Regions from separate parts of the Macaca mulatta genome. Here region 2 is linked to region 1. A link is a contact called in public Hi-C data. All regions are on one chromosome and are shown on one strand. Each heading gives the region's core, a stretch centred on a gene start, on an enhancer-like site or on the middle of the called end of the contact. The rest is flanking DNA. Distances are from core to core; before and after follow the strand shown.

Evidence for each region. A called contact is a pair of places that touch in the nucleus more often than the background predicts.
Region 2: a Hi-C map of fibroblasts shows a contact between it and region 1, with 6 times the contacts expected there. The contact joins the promoter of NPAS3 here to the enhancer-like site in region 1. A contact is called at or near these places in 3 of 14 Hi-C or Micro-C datasets (fetal cortex germinal zone, fetal cortical plate and fibroblasts).

What each region holds. Positions count from the first base shown.
Region 1 is chr7:105,697,202-105,700,857 of T2T-MMU8v2.0, forward strand. All of the region lies in intron 5 of AKAP6 (A-kinase anchoring protein 6), which reads left to right. Among named protein-coding and RNA genes, the nearest start is that of AKAP6, 270 kb to the left of the region's middle. Within about 2 kb of position 1,835, at least 2 of the 40 cell types and tissues checked have an H3K27ac peak or open chromatin away from gene starts, as enhancers often do.
Region 2 is chr7:106,052,068-106,055,723 of T2T-MMU8v2.0, forward strand. It overlaps NPAS3 (neuronal PAS domain protein 3), which reads left to right and starts at 1,627. Exons shown (of 11, transcript XM_028851486.2): 1 at 1,627-2,120. The coding sequence starts at 2,071.

The sequences.
Region 1 (3,656 bases), core at 585-3,084:
CTACACAGTGGGCGATGGAGGAGTCAGGATTTGAACCCAGGCTGTCCAGCTCCAGAGCCCTTGCTTGTCAACAGTCCCGTTCTACACCATGTCATAATTCCCTTGACACAGCTGACTGCAATTCCTTGTTTACATAGTGTCCCCCGCCTCCACCCCAGCACACGTACGCACGCACACACACACACACACACACACACACACACACACACACACACACATATGACTGTGAGTTCTGTGAGAGCAGGGACCATGTCTGTCTTCTTTATAGCCATATCCTTCAAGCTTAAGACACCATCTGCACCTTCATAGGCATACAACAAATAAGGAGTAAGTCTAGTTTTGAGGAGGGCTGTGATTCTAGTTAACCTGGCAAGGGATGACAATGAAAGCCTTAATCTAAGGCAGTGTTAGTCAATATGGAGAGATGAAGAAGCGGAAATAAATGGTCAGGGCTTGCTGATTGATTGGATGTGTGGATTTTGTTGGAATATTCTCACAGTGCTTCTGATTTCCAACCCATACACTGGAGGGATGACTTGGCAAAAGAATGCGAAGCAGTGGGAAGCTTACACTGTTCTTCACAGAGTTCTTAAATTCCTGAGAAGAAATGTTGCGGACTCAGGATGAGACCTTAGAAGAGACTTCCCTTGAGGTGGTTAAAAATAGAAGGGACACATCTGCCTGGGATGGTTGAGAGACAGAGCTGCCCTTGGGTAGATGAGTGGTTAGATAGCCTTTGGGATTCTTCCCCTTTTGAACATTCTCTGATTTAAAATAAATCAAAATTCTCCCAAGCTGCCTATGCTTAACTGCCTGGCTTAGAGAAGGTAAAACCAAAGTGTTCAAGGGCTGGGAAATATTGAGTCCAAATGCCTGGATGATAAATAAGGAAACAGAAGCCCTGATGGGTTAAATGACTCATCCAAGGGCACACACTTGAGGCAACAGGAATACCCAATCATTGGATTCTCAGTCTGGGCTTACTCTTCCCCATGTCTCATACAGCAGCATTTATGTTTTAGAGAGTCCTCTGTGCGCAGACCTTTGCTGGGTAGAAGCATACGGCAAAGGAAACCTGGTGTCTGCCCTTGAGGAATTCAGAGAACCTCAACAATAAAGAACCCTTATCACCTGAAAATGTCACAAAGTACCATCTATTACATAGAATATTTGGAAAATAGAGAAAATGAATTTTAAAATTCATAATAATTTTTTTAGTCTCACTCATTGCCTGGCACTGCTTTAATGCTTTATATTTATTATCTCCAATTCTCAGTGTTTCAATGCTTTACATTCATTATCTCTAAGTCTCACAGCCACCTAGAAGTTAGATAGTATTATTTCCATTTTATATTTTAGAAAACTAAAGCACCCAGAGCTTGTTCCCTAAGATCAGACCATGGTAACTCCAAGTTCAACCCTGTACAAATTATGTTAACATTTTGTTGTGTTTTTTTTGCAGTCTTTTTCTAAGTACTAAGACTATTTACTTATACATATGTAATTTTATCATAGATACAATTTGGAATCTTCATTTTTTGTGGCATGATCTATGTATTGTCCATGTGATTGCTTAGTCTTCATTTTGATGGCTATCTAATGTCTTATCAAGTTTTCAGGAGGTTCTTAAATGCTTACTCATAGAAATCTTCCAATTCTTGGTATATGTGGCATTTTAAAGATATATTTTGAGGACAGGTACATCTGCCCATCCTCTGTGGATGGCATTGTGGAGAGGAGAAGAGAAACTACTCGGAGGATCATGGCTTTCTTCTCCCCCAGGAGCCCCTCTGAGAATGGAGAGTGGTTCTGGGCACAGCTCAGAGTGGAGCCTGGGCAGAGATGGCCTGAGGCAGATAGCAGGTGACTTTTCAAGCCTTGGCTTTTCTGGCTGAACACACATTCTTCCTCCTGCCCTTGTAAAAAGGCAAGTTTTCTTTTTCTTAGGGTAGTAAAAATCTTTTGTGTGAAGAAAAAGTGTCGTCAAGTGTCTTATTCATCAGCATATATACCATCTCTTTAAAATGACAGTGGGAGTAAAAGTTCATCAGTTCAATATGTCTTTCACATTTGGAGACTCCTGACTAATAACCTCTGGTATTTATCATCAGAACAGCCAAAGAACTAAATTCTGGCACATGCTTCTCTCACGCACTGAGAGAAACTTAAAAAGACAGAAGATTTTGTCCATTTTTTTCTTCTATTCACTTAGAAGGAAAAGCATACCTTTTTTAATTAAAAAAAATATGAGCATGCAGAAACATCTGGCCTGTATTACCACAGCAGCTTCCTAAATGGCTTCCTTGTCTCCAGTCTGCCCTTTTAAAATCAACACTATATGCAATAGCTAGAAAGATTTCTAGATCACAGATTTGCACCAGCCACTCTCCCATGTCACTGGCATATTCTTCCATCACTCTTTCATGGTTCTTGGGGTCAAGTCCTGTGTAGCCATAGCTGCTGTCTTTCTTGCTTGCATCCTGCCCTAGCCACACTGAGCTGCTTGTGGCTCCCTGCTTCATACTATAATGTAAGAGTATCTTCAGGCCCATGTACAAATCAGTTCTTTCTCCACAAGCTCCCTGCTAGGCTCTGCTGAACCTGGATCCCAGCATGGGCTCCCACAACCCCTATCCAGCACTTATACAGACTATAAAAATCCGTCTTGTTTGTATTTTATTTTATTTTAAAGGCAGAGTCTTGCTCTATTGCCCAGGCTGGAGTGCAGTGGTACGATCATAGCTCACTCCTGGGCTCAGGCAGTCTTCCCACCTCAGCTTTCCGAGTAGCTAGGACTATATGTGCGTGCCACCACACCCAGCTAATTTAGCCTTGTTTTTACTTGGCCAGCGTAATTCTTAAATAATTTTTTTTTAAAAAAAACCTTGAATCCCATTGGTCAAGGCATATCACCGTTTAGTTTGCTTAAGGCCCCACCACTCTGTGTTATGCACTAAACCCTAATTACATATTTATTCTTTGCTGGGTCTTGTAAAGCTACCTGTTTTCTTATCTCCTTTACATAATAGAATATAAACTGTTTGAGGATAAGGATTGTATATTGTTAACTTTTGTATCTATAGGCTTGACAAATACTACTCAATAAATATTTATTATATGAATTTATGCCTTGTGAAAAAACAAAACTTAGGCCAGAAAATAATCTAACTCTTTTTGTCCTTTCTACTTATTCATGAACATCACAAGACTAATGGAACTCAGTGGACCTGGCAAAAACTAACAATATTTCCATCAGGTGATCGAAAGTCTGTGTTCATGATTTGATACTGCTAAGATTGAACCACTCTGGACATTTAAGCCTTTGAATGTGCTTATGATCTTTCCCACTTTTTCTTGTACCAGGATATCTGTTTGCGTCACGGCATATATTTCCTTGGTTTTATGTCCACGTGACTATCAAACTGGGCTATTCAGAAATATGAGTGAAAAGGATTAGATATTTTATCTGCTTTGCAAATCTGATCATGACCAAAGTACAATCAGTGGGAATACTCAAAGTTTGTTCCTGCCAATAAGTAGTACATCCAGATATATGCAAGCTGGTGATGCTAGAGGTTATAGTAATAGAAATGCCCATTGGTGAATCTTTGATAATCCTGTGCTTGTTTCAGTCATTGTGTTTTTCCATTTCCTTA
Region 2 (3,656 bases), core at 377-2,876, 350 kb after region 1:
ATTGTGGGGTTCTGAGGGACAGACTTAGTTTCCGCTTGGATTTGTTTCCATCTGGATTTGTTAAGTGAATGGTGACATATCATTTTACCAAAAAATTATTTTTAAGTACTTTTGAGGAGTCCGCCGCGGGAGTGACAGGAGTGGGGGTTTTTCAAGCAAAGAGTGGCCTGTTGGGAGACTACAAGCTTCTCTTATTTGTCATCTTGGGGCAGAAACCCCCTAGACTGGGTGTCCTGGAGCCAACACTTTGAACTGGCAACTTTTTCCCTTCTCTGCCAGCCCATGTATATCTTGTCCATAACACTCTCCACTCCAGTTCATTTCTCATTCTCTCCTACCTGTAGAGTGTACTCCAAAGAGAACTTAAAACACCATCATGCAGATTAAACACCTCTACCACGAAAAACATTTATGTGTTCGTTGGAAGTTTCCAACTCCCAGCCCTACTTTACTGGAGTCGTAGAGACTGAATGGAGGACCCCTTTTCAGGTCTTTATTTTTTTTCGTAAGTTTAAAGTCAAATGCAGAACCTCACACAGGACTGATGTTTTCCATCAGGCGCTTTCATTCATTCAAAGTGGAAATGCTTTGGGAGTCCTTTCTACTTGCCTGGTTGACACATGACTGACCCAAGTCTCTGCGTAAAAAGCTGTCCACACGCTTCTGATTGGTTTAGTGGAGAAAACGCACTGACCAGGGTCTACCCAGGTAACAGGATTCTAGCGCGGGCCCTGGACTGAGTAGCCAGCCTTTCTCTAGGCCTTGCTGAACTGTCAAACCGGGGTGCGGCTGGGCTAGATCCCAGAGGGCGCAGTCCGGTCCCAGGTCCCAGGACCCGAGTCGGGAGGGGCTTCCATATGTGAGTTTAAAGACGCGGGGATTCACCTGTGAACCCTGGGGTCTGCACTCCTGTACGTCCGTGACTGATGCAGATGCTCCGGCTTTGGGAACGCTGCTGAGAGCCCCAGAGCCACAAGGTGCTTGTGCTGTTGCTGCGCCGCCCACGGGGCTCTTGGGCCAGCGCACCCCCCACCCGCATTGATTTCCGCTGCCCCCAAGGAGCTCCCGGGACTGTGTCCTGCCCCAGCTCGCTCCCGTGGCCTCCCAGTTCCTTTTGCTGTTTCTTTCTTTCTTCCTGGCTGCAATACTCCAGAGAAGGGAAGTGTTTGAAACTGCAACTGAGTGGCGTTGTTGCGCCGGCAGCCGAGCCTTCCAGTCCCCCAACGAGAGCGAGAGAGAGAGAGCGAGCGAGCGAGAGAGAGAGATTGAGAGAGAGAGAGAGACAAGGGGGGGTGTGTGTGTCTGCGTGCGAGAGAGCGCTCTGGAGCAAAGCAGCTGGAAAATGCCCAGAAATACTTTCACAGCGGTCAAGCTGGAACCCCCTGCGTGTCCTCCCCTTCCCCGCTCCTCCTGGCCTAGACCCCGCGCCCCCCGCCGGGAGGGTGTGCGCCCCACCTGCCACCGGGTGGCTCCGGGTGGTAGAAAGGGGTGACGGGGGGGGCGCGGGTGGTGGCGCGGGGGTGAGAACCTGGAGGCGGCGGGGCCCTGGGCCGGGCAGCCCGCGGGACCGCGCCGCCGCCTCCCCCCGCCGCCGCCGCCTCCCCCTCCTCCTCCTTCTCCGCCGCCGCCGGTCGCCTGTCTCCGCGCCGGGCATGCCTCGGGAGCCGGGGCGGCCCGGGCCGCGGGCGCTCTGCGGCGCATGGACGGCGGCGGCGCCCGGCGAGCAGCGGGAGGAGAAGGCGCAGGCGGCGGAGGAGGCGGCGACCCACGCCTGGGAGCACCGGCGGCGCGAGGGGACGACCGGCCGCCGGCGAGGCTCTGGCCCCACTACTTTTCCGTAGCCTCCCCGCCTCAACAGCACGGCCGCCGCCGCCGCCGCCGCCGCCGCCACGGCCACGGCCACGGCCACGGCCCCAGCCCCGGCCGCCGCCCGCCGGGCAGCCCAGAGCGCCGCGCACGGCCGCACTCTCCCGCCACCCCACGCACACGCACACCCCCGCCCGCCCACGCCCCCCACCCGGGAGGGGGGAGAAAGGCAAAAAGTAAGAGAGGAAAAAAAATAGCAGGAAGATGGCGCCCACCAAGCCCAGCTTTCAGCAGGATCCTTCCAGGCGAGAACGGTAACACTTTTCTGTTTATTGAACCTGCCGCCGGGCCGCTGCTCCCGCCGCCGCCGCCGCCGCCGCCTCCGCCGCCGAGGGCCCAGCTCCGCCGCCCGCCCGCCTCCTGGGCCGCGAGCCCGCGGGGACCTCGTCTGGGCGCAGCGCTCGCCCGGGGCCCCGCGCATTGTCCCCGCGGCGGCTGCGGCAGCGAGCGGCTCTGGCGGCGGCCGGGCTCTCTGAGCAGTCGCACCTCCTCGGCTCGGCGAATAGAGTGACTCGCTGACAAAAAAAAAAAAAAAAAAAAAAAGAAAAAAAGAAGAAAGAAACAGAAAAGGAGAAAAAGAAAAAGAGAAACAAACAGAGATGCGAAGGCGCTGCCGTGTGACGGGAGCAGCAGCGAGGGTGGGGGGCCGGGGATCCCCGGGGCCGCCGCAGGTCCCCTGGCAGCTGCTCTCGAGGAAGGGAATAAGGCTGGGGAGGGGGAGGGAAGGCGGCGAGCAGGGGGAGGAGGCGAGGAGCAGGAGGAGGAGGCCGGGGGCGGGGAGCGCGGAGCTAGCGCCAGGCCCGGAATGTGTCGCGGAGGGGCCGGCTCCGGCTCCGGCTCCGGCTCCGCGCGAGTAGCTAGGCCGGGCCGAGCCCAGAGGAGCGCGGCCGCCGCCTCCCCGCCTCCCCGCCTCCCGGGCTGCGCCCTCCGCTCGGCAACTTGTGGGTCTCCCGCTCTGCCCTCCGCTCTCATCTTTCCCTCCCCTCCATGCCCCTCCCAAAGGAAAAAGAAAAATAAAGAAGAAAACCCTCAAATCCAAATAAGCAAACAAACAGCGAGATCCAAAATGTGTCAGCAGTTGGAGCATCTATGCCCCGTTAGTTACTGTTTGGGGATCTGTGTTTTAAAAAGTTCCTGGTGAGAATTGCATATCCAGGCAAGGGGCTCAGTGGAGCATGTCTGTTTGAAGTTAGTTAAACTAGTACAGCCACAGGAAAAGGGAGTTTGTGTTCAAAATACCCGTAACTGTCCTACGTGAGTAGCATTGATAGATTTTCAGAGTAACTCAGCACCCCCTCCCCATCACCACCAACGTGGTTTTCCCTCCTGCTGTCCACCCAGCCTACTTTCTTTGGAATCCTATTTACTATTAATTGGCAGCGTTAATGACATTAATTGTATATAGCATATTGGTTTGAGCAAAGTGGATATCTCTTTCTGTCTCCGAAGAGGAAAGGCGCAGTAGGAAGCATGAAATGTTACCCATTGATTCATGAGGAAAACAAATACAGTCAGATATATGCACCCCCACCCGCAGCAGGCGCGTTGATTTTCCTCACAGGCTTAAGTGAACTTGAAGACAAGGGGTGTGCTTAGTTGCAAGATTTAATTATTATAACATAGTTTTATTTTTGATGCAACATAATATTTAACCTATAGCTTACATCAGAAGACGATAAGGAGATATTCAGGCATCCATTCATTTAAAAAGCTTATATTGTACTGTTGCTTATTTCTTTCATACAATAGGGAAGGCAGAATTGTCAGGATTAAGGAATACTTTTGTTTAG